Linked DNA regions of Mus musculus: region 1 is linked to region 2. The links are chromatin contacts, called in public ChIA-PET maps. All regions are on one chromosome and are shown on one strand. Each heading gives the region's core, a stretch centred on a gene start, on an enhancer-like site or on the middle of the called end of the contact. The rest is flanking DNA. Distances are from core to core; before and after follow the strand shown.

Region 1 (4,541 bases), core at 810-3,309, 120 kb before region 2:
TAGAAGTTCAAAGTCATCCTTAGTTACACAGTGAGTCTGAGTGTGGCCTGCTCAACATAAGACTGTGTCTCAAAGAGAAAAGAAAGATGTCTACAAACTGGTATTTAATGCCACATTGAAATAAACATTTCAACTGGGCGGTGGTGGCGCACACCTTTAATCCCAGCATTTGGGAGGCAGAGGCAGGCAGATTTCTGAGTTTGAGGCCAGCCTGGTCTACAAAGTGAGTTCCAGGACAGCCAGGGAACCAAAAACAAAAAACAAAAAAACAAAAAACAAAAACATAAAAACAAAGAAGCATAAAGCTTTCTCTATACACCAGCCTACTATTATTCCTGCTCTTATCAGCCATAAATGATAGGTCCAGTAATATTTAAAAGAAAAAGTTAAGGCTAGAGAAATGGCTCAGAGGTTAAGAGCACTGACTGCTCTTCTAAAGATCCTGAGTTCAATTCCCAGCAATTACACGGTGGCTCACAACCATCTGTAATGGGATCTGATGCCCTCTTCTGGTGTATGTGAAGAAAGCTATAGTGTATTCATATACATAAAATAAATAAAAAAAAATCTTAGGGGAAAGAAAGAAAGGGAGAAAGAAAGAAAGGAAGAAAGACAGGAAGGAAGGAAGAAAGAAAGAGAGAGAGAAAGAGAGAGAGAAAAAAAGAAAGAAAGAAAGAAAGAAAGAAAGAAAGAAAGAAAGAAAGAAAGAAAGAAAGAAAGAAAAAGAGAGAGAGAGAGAGAGAGAGAAAGAGAAAAAGAGAAAAAGAGAAAGGGAGAAAGAAAGAACACTTATTTGGATCTGGCATGTGCAAGTGTGATGGTCAGAGGACAATCTGCAGGGTTCGGTTCTTTCCTTCTACTATGTGGGTTCTGGGGGTGGAACTCAGTCATCAGCTTAGCAGCAAGCCCTTTAATCTGCTGAGCTGTCTCACCAGCCCAAATAGTGGTATTCTAATACTTAGAGTTTACTGTTGGCTAAATAGCTGTATCTACACTATTTTCCATCTCTCTTTATGAACTTCTAAACTAATAGGTCCCTGAGACTGTGTCCACATGCTTCTAGTTAATAAACATGTGGGTGTGTATGCCTACATAGCCACACACAGAACACATGTATATGTATATACATATGTATGTATTGTATTCATGTGTATATATGTTAGGTTAGGAGCTGTCATAGTTAAAAGAACATTTTAATAATTAGAATTAGAATCATAGATTCAAATGTGTGCTAGATTTCCATAGATTTTTGTTTTGTTTTGTTTTGTTTTTCTTCTGTGTAGCCCTGGCTGTCCTGGAACTCACTCTGTAGATCAGACTGACTCAGAAATCCACCTACCTCTGCCTCGAGAGTGCTGGGATTAAGGGTGTGAGCCACCACCGCCCGACTGATTTCCATAGATTTTTAAGGCCACAATTAGACCTTTTCAAGATAAAAATGTCCATGGTTCGGTTCCTAGCACCCAGGAGTGTGAGTTCACAATCACCTGTATGGCCAGCTCTGTGAGATCTGATGCTCCCACACTTGTGCACACTCACACATAGATACATAATGTGCACACACATCATTTAAAATACAATAAATCTTTTTTTAAAAAAGACTAAAAGCGGGCTGGAGAGATGGCTCAGTGGTTAAGAGCACCGACTGCTCTTCCGAAGGCCCTGAGTTCAAATCCCAGCAACCACATGGTGGCTCACAACCACCCGTAATGATAAGTGAATCTCTTCTGGGGTGTCTGAAGACAGCTATGGTGTACTTACATATAACAATAAATAAATCTTTAAAAAAAAAAAGACTAAAAGCTTAAAATGTTAGTTTTATTAATATCAAAGGAGATTTTCATTTCAAAGCTGCTCTTAAACTTTCCTTGGAGTTGATTGATATTGACAAACAAACCCTAATCCACTTATACCAATCAAATCCCACTTTTCATGACTGGCACCTTATAAGGCCAATTGCTACCCTGAGTCCTTGCTTCCAGTTCAAAGCCCCAGTATTGGTGATGAAGTGTTACTGGCTTCAAAGTCTTCACAGCTGCCTCTCCTCAGCCGCTGAGAGCGCAGGGACTCTCTGCTGGGTGTCACAGATGTTCTTGGTTCTCACCCAGAGTGTACGGAGGAAGGGCGGAGCCCTGTTCGCTCCCTGCCACCTCTGTTTGAGAACCTTGGCTCAGTCAAACCTGGCTGTGGTTTTTAAGGCTGCCCTGTTTCTTGTGGAGTTGGAGGAAGTAGAGGAAGGGCAGGAGAAAATGAGAGAAACTTCCCCTGGCCACTGGACGACCGCCCTTTCCATCCCCACCACTATGCTTCTTTCGCAATCCTGCTGTGACGCACTCCTCCCTCAGACAGTGTCTCCTGCTTTGCTGCAGCACAATGTCCATTAAATAAGGTAGTGAAGGCATCCTGTAGACATTACAGTTTTTATAATTAACTAAGTGGTTTCTCAATCTTAATCTTTTGTTTTGTTTTGTTTTGTTTTGGTTTGGTTTTTGGGTTTTTTTTTTTTTTTTTTTTTTTTTTTTGAGACAGGGTTTCTCTGTATAGCCCTGTCTGTCCTGGAACTCACTTTGTAGACCAAGCTGGCCTTCGAACTCAGAAATCCGCCTGCCTCTGCCTCCCAAGTGCTGGGATTAAAGACGTGCGCCACCACCGCCCGGCTCTCAATCTTAATCTTATATAATATTTCACTTGCTATTTTTATTTCCCTTGTGTCTGGGCACCCATGTACACGTATGCCATAACATCCATGTATATGTCAGAGGACAGCCTGAGTAAGCCACTTCCCTCCTTCTACTATGTAGGTACCAGGGATTGAACTCAAGTTTAACACCAGGAACCACTAAATAATGAACCATCTCACTACTACTATTTTTGCAATTTTTTTTCTATTTCTGAAAAATATTGTTTGTTTCTTTGTGGTTTTCTCATATGGGAAATTAGTTTGTCAATGTCTTTTCTGTAGATAAATCTAAGAAGCCGGGAAGGGAGAAGGGCTGAGCAGTGAAGAAGGTGAAAGGTGAGCTGGGACGCATGGAGCTGGGAACTGAGACTCAGCAGAGACAAGCAGGGCTGTCCTTGAGCTGCGGGATGCTCCTCGGGCACACATGAAACCCTGAAGGGGATCCCCAGCACTGCATAAAACCATGCATGCTGTTGAAGATTTATAATCCCAGTATTTAGGAGATTAAGACAGGAGGATCAAAAGCAGTTCACAAGGTCAGCCTGGGCTACTGGAAACTCTGTATCACTCATGGTCTGTAGTGACTAGGACGGTGAAGTTACAATAAGTTTATTTCATGCTTATGCGATTCCAAGTGTGATTATTCATGATTAATGAAGAAAGACCCACATGGTGAATCAGGGATCCAGGAAAGTTTTTCTGTACACACCAGCCCCTTTTCTATTAGCCTGAACTCTTGCACAGGAAATAATCACACTTCCTGTTGCTGGGAAACGTGGTCTAGAGGGGTTCCAGGTGTAAGGGAATGGGTTAGAGTGTTCCTGCTAGTCTAGTTCAGACAGAGATACCACAAATACCTGTAGGAGGTGTCCGAGGATGTGAAGTCACTTAAGCTGTGTTTTGCTCTCTCTGGCCAAGTGACATGCAGCAGTCATCGGGGGCTGTGTGTTGTCAGCTGGTCAATCTTTCTGAAGGTGCAACTCTGTATTTATTGCTGGCCAGTGGTGGCACACACTTTTAATCCCAGCACTCGGGAGGCAGAGGCAGGTAGATCTACAAGTTTGAGGCCACCATGGTCTACTGAGTTCCAGGACAGCCAGGGCTATACAGAGAAACCATGACTTGAAACACCCCCCCCCATTTTTTTAAAAATTAATTTGTGTGTTTTTCAGTGTTTTGCCTACAGGTATGCTGGGATTAAAGACGTGTGCTACCATCTCCCAGCCCAAAATTTTTTAAATTTTTTTTTAATAATTTGTGTGTATAGGTGTTTTGCCTATGTGTATGTCTGTGTATTGTATGTGTGTGTCTGATTCTCACAGAAGCCAGAGAATGCATTGGATCCCTCAGAGTTGAATTTACAAACTATTGTGAGCTGCCATCTGGATGCTGGGACTAGAATCTGGGTCCTCTGTAAGAACAGCCTGTGTTCTTAGCAGCTGAGCTATCTCTCCAGCTCCAACTATGGTATTTCGCAGAGTTAGAAAGATGAATTCACCTAAATCATTCTGACTGGGATAAAGTGAAATTGCAACGTAGTTTTCATCTGCATTTTCCTGCTGGGTAAGGATGTTGAACATTTTAAAACAGTGTTTCTTAGCCATTGGGATTTCATGTTTTCAGAACTCTCTGTTTACTGTTAGGTCCCACTTCTTAATTGGTTGTTTGTTTTCTTGATGTTTACTTTTTTGAGTTCTTTGTATATTTTAGATACTAACCCTCTGTCAGATGTATAAACGGTAAAGATATTTTTTCCTTTTTCTGTAGACTGTATCCTCATTTAAATGTTGGTGGCCTTTGCTGTACGAAACCTTTTTAGTTTCATGAGGCCCCATTTATTGGCGGTCTGAACACCTACATT
Region 2 (4,626 bases), core at 1,246-3,745:
TAAGGCCTGTCTTAGTTAAGGTTTCTTAATTTTTTTAATTTATTTACTTATTATATTTAAGTATACTGTAGCTGTCTTCAGACACTCCAGAAGAGGGCGCTAGATCTCGTTACGGATGGTTGTGAGCCACCATGTGGTTGCTGGGATTTGAACTCAGGACCTTCAGAAGAACAGTCAGTGCGTTTAACCGCTGAGCCATCTCTCCAGCCCTGTAGTTATCTTCAAACACACCAGAAGAGGGCGTCAGATCTCATTATGGATGATTGTTAGCCACAATGTGGTTGCTGGGATTTGAACTCAGGACCTCGGGAATACAAGTCAGTGCTCTTAACCACTGAGCCATCTTACCAGCCCACTTGATTTTATTTACTTATTTATTTTAATGCTTTACATTTGATACAACTATTGAAAATCAACTTAAAACTACCTTCCCAGTAATATATTTTAAGTAATATATATTTTAATATCTATATAAGAAAGTGACAGTGGAGGACTCAATTTCTCATGTATACTATGTTTAATGGTAGGGTCTCATTGTTAAGGCACAAATTATTTCAAAGAAGTTTCTCTAAAAACAGATTATTTCATACACACACACAAAAATGAAATAATGGGAATAATTTGGGGCTTTTTTTTAATTTTAAAAGAAAATTGACTTATTTACCACAAGCTACTTTTCCCTCTCTGGTGACTGGTTTGGCAAATGCTAAATTTTTCTGTCTTCTGCCTTTGAAAAGGAATTGTTGACACTGGAATTGAGGGCATCTACAGAGAAGTTGGTGTCAATGCCATTTAATAAGTCATATTTTTTCACAAATAAGGAAAAATCATTTTAATGAGAAGTCTAAGTATTAACAATAAGTATATGTATATAGATTATATGTATTCATATATTATTTTTCTTTTTTTTTTTTTTTTTTAAGATTTATTTATTTATATGTAAGTACACTGTAGCTGTCTTCAGACACTCCAGAAGAGGGAGTCAGATCTCGTTAGGATGGTTGTGAGCCACCATGTGGTTGCTGGGATTTGAACTCCAGACCTTCGGAAGAGCAGTCGGGTGCTCTTACTCACTGAGCCATCTCACCAGCCCCTATTTTTCTTTTTATAATTAGGTAAAAATTAACAAAAAGTTAAAAAAAGGAAATTGAAAACATGGTGTTTGCAAGAAGATGAATGCAACTAGAAGTATAAGTGAAAGTCACTGAGAAAGACAAATACTATATGTTTTGTCTTCTATGCAAAACTTGTTATGTGTGTATTTATTTACATGTTCAGATCACAAAATTAGACCTGCAGGAAAGGAAAAGATCCTAAAAAGGGCAGGGAATGGAGAGGGCAATAAATAGAAATCCTGCACTAAGAAAGTAAAACAGGGAGCCAGGCAGTGGTGGCACACGCCTTTAATCCCAACACTTGGGAGCCAGGGCAGGCGGATTTCTGAGTTCGAGGCCAGCCTGGTCTACAAAGTGAGTTCCAGGAAAGCCAGGGCTACACAGAGAAACCCTGTCTGTGAGTGGGAGGTGGGGGGGAGGAGGTGGGGAGAAAGTAGAACAGGAAGTGGGGAAGTAAATGGGGGGTAGGAGGGAAAGGGAGCCAGCCTGGGAGGGGCAGTGAGTACTGCAAAGGGCTGTGGAAGGGATAACTGAGAACAAAGAATGATGACAAATGTTTGAGTAGCCCATTATGGAACAATATATCTTATATGTTAACCTAAAAAAAAAATCAATTGAAAGAACAGATTGTCTTATACTCTGAAGTCATCGAGGATATTTTTATAGTCAATGTTCACATTTTCTTACAGTTAAAAAGCAAGAACAAAGAAATAATCTCAAAAGAAGTAGAGATGGTAAATTTTAGTTTTTAGTTCATTCCTCTCTATAGTATCTTTGTTAGTACTTTTATTAACAAGCAAATGTTATCAAAAGTAAATAAAGTATAATGAATATAACATGTAATAGTTAATAATATAGATTTAAAAATAAGTAAATAAATCAAAAACAAATAAATAGCCAGGTGGTGATGCTGCACACCTAGCACGTTGGGGGTAGAGACGGGCAGGTCTCTGAGTTTAAGGCCAGCCTGGTCTACAGAGCAAGTTCCAAGTGCTACAAAGAGAAACGCTGTCCTGAATCAAAATAAAACAAGAGCAGATGTGCCAAAAAAAAAAAAAAAAAAAGTTGGTCTGCTGAAAAATGCACACATTTCTGAGCAGGACACAGTAAGTTAAGTAATAATATAATTTAAATAAGCAACTGAGCACCTTGGAAGATCTTAGAAAATTCTAAGCCAAAAAAAAAAAAAAAAAAAAAAAAAAAAAAAAAGGGAAAATTCTAAGCAACATGCAAAGAAACTGCCCAAGGCGGCCACAGTAGCCTCGGACTGAAAGAGTAAACCTAAACTTAGTTTCACTTTCCTTGGAATGACTAACTAACTCTGAGGTGTTTCTTCTAGACTCTAAAACCTCAGACTGGTTTCAAGAGCTAGTTCTGATATGCTAAGTAGAGACCTTCCTCTGAACATGAACGCCAGAAGCACCTGCTGGTGCTGCACTGGACCTCAGACTCACGAGTCTTACCTCAGCAACTTCTTCCCTGCTGTGTTCTCCACCATCAACACTGAATGTACAACTCAGACAAGTAGCATCCTTTTCCCTGACTAAAACCAAGGGATTTCACAGAAGCCTACAGACACAGTTGCATTCACATACAAACAACTTTTTAAATGATTTTTATTTTATGCACTTCGGAGTTCTGTCTGCATGTATGTCTGTGTGAGGTGTCAGATCTCCTGGAACCAGCAGTTTGGTTGACAACAAACAGCTGAGAGCTACCTTCTGGGTGCTGGGAATTAAACCCAGGTCCTTTGGAAGAACAGCCAGTGCTCTTACCCGTTGAAGCATCTCTCCAGCACCCATTCTTTTTAGTAAAGAACTTTTTTTTTAATAAAATAAAATAAATATTGACTCAGAAGCACATTGCATCAAAGGTAAGAGAGCAGACAGGCCTGGCAGCTGGGTTGTGAGATGGGTTGTAAGCAAGATCAGAGCTGTGGAAAGCATATTGAAAAAGCAGAAATGAAATGAAAAGGTATCTTTGTAAGAACACTGGCTTAGGCCGGGCTGTGGTGGCACACGCCTTTAATCCCAGGACTCGGGAGACAGAGGCAGGCGGATTTCTGAGTTCGAGGCCAGCCTGGTCTACAGAGTGAGTTCCAGGACAGCCAGGGCTACACAGAGAAACCCTGTCTTGAAAAACAAAAACAAACAAACAAACAAAAAAAGAATACTGGCTTAGTATAAGCCCACAGAAAAAAGGGAAACCGAGGCACAAAAAAACCATTTTAAGGAAAATATAAGAGGACTTTTGGGATAGCATTTGAAATGTAAATGAAAATAATAAAAAAGATGGAAAATACAAGCAGAAATGATCCAGCCAAGAGACTGGAAATGCATTTCCTCCACCCTCCAGGGAACAGGAAGGGCAGAAGTGTGCCCCTCACTCTACTGGGAGCTTGAATAGCAGGACAGGATGAGAGGTGGGGTGAGTTAAGAAGGGCGTGTAAGGGCTGGAGAGATAGCTCAGAGGCTAAGAGCACTGACTGCTCTTCCAGAGGTCCTGAGTTCAATTCCCAGCAACCATGCTTTCTGCCAGGCAGTGGTGGCGCACTCCTTTAATCCCAGCACTTGGGAGGCAGAGGCAGGCGGATCTCGGAGTTCGAGGCCAGCCTGGTCTACAGAGTGAGTTCCAAGACAGCCAGGGCTACACAGAGAAACCCTGTCTCATAAAAAACACCCTCTAGGCACATTTCAAAGTGTTATTTTAAGATATTGTAAATGACTACATAATGGTACCTACAAAGAAAAAATTTTTAATAAAATAATACTTACCCTGAACAGTATTTCTTCATTCCATTTTGGATTCAAAGACTAAAAGACAATAAACGTAGCATAATTTATTTTTTAGAATGACTTGTCATAGAAAAAGCAAAGTTTATTAAAAATCTTTGAAAGCTGGCTAAATCTAACCTTTTTGATAGTTTTTGTCTGCACGCTGGTAAGGATTCCACTCATCGGGTCATACAATGTCACTCTTACGTAAGGATCACTGTTAAAAGTTAAAAACAAGTAAGTTTTAGTAGTTACTAATAGTAATTTAGTCCAACTGTTCAAATTATCAGATTTTCAGTTCTATTATTTCTATTGCTTTGTACCCTAAAAACCAGGGATCTGTATACAGTTATAGAAATTTATACTTTATTAAAAACTTTAATTACCACATCTGTAGAATGACCAAAGATTTAGTGTAGAACTTGGGAGAGTGGGCCCCATGCCTTGACTGGGCAGCACAGAACTGGCTCTGGAGGCCTAGATACAGGTGAGCCAGCTAAGGGTATGAGTGCAGGAGAGCTAGCCCTGCCTCCTGCCAACGGCAGCATTGGGTGGCCATGCCAGAGCAAGCCTGGAGAGTTTGTACTGATGGTCCAGGTAAAGAAGAAGCTGGTGGGTTGGCTAGCTCTGCTACCACACAGGCCCAGGTCCAGAGGTTCTGAAATTGGCCCACCCCATCTGAGACAAGCTGAGACACAAGACAAGGCTAGTTCTGCAGATCCAGCTGCAGGATCTCC

Evidence for each region. ChIA-PET counts read pairs in DNA pulled down with a chosen protein or histone mark.
Region 1: an RNA polymerase II ChIA-PET map of memory CD8 T cells shows a contact between it and region 2, with 5 read pairs. The contact joins two enhancer-like sites. A contact is called at or near these places in 1 of 39 promoter capture datasets (frontonasal cranial neural crest), 2 of 484 Hi-C or Micro-C datasets (both in embryonic stem cells), 4 of 115 datasets of contacts at active chromatin or transcription factors (the SCID.adh cell line, embryonic stem cells, extraembryonic endoderm stem cells and 1 more) and 1 of 9 other capture datasets (adipose tissue).

What each region holds. Positions count from the first base shown.
Region 1 is chr9:72,794,984-72,799,524 of GRCm38.p6, reverse strand. No RefSeq gene overlaps it. Among named protein-coding and RNA genes, the nearest start is that of Prtg, 10 kb to the left of the region's middle. Within about 2 kb of position 2,059, at least 101 of the 459 cell types and tissues checked have an H3K27ac peak or open chromatin away from gene starts, as enhancers often do. A contact at or near this core is called in memory CD8 T cells, where this site is marked.
Region 2 is chr9:72,676,795-72,681,420 of GRCm38.p6, reverse strand. It overlaps a transcript of Nedd4 not described here. Among named protein-coding and RNA genes, the nearest start is that of Nedd4, 14 kb to the left of the region's middle. Within about 2 kb of position 2,495, at least 18 of the 459 cell types and tissues checked have an H3K27ac peak or open chromatin away from gene starts, as enhancers often do. A contact at or near this core is called in memory CD8 T cells, where this site is marked.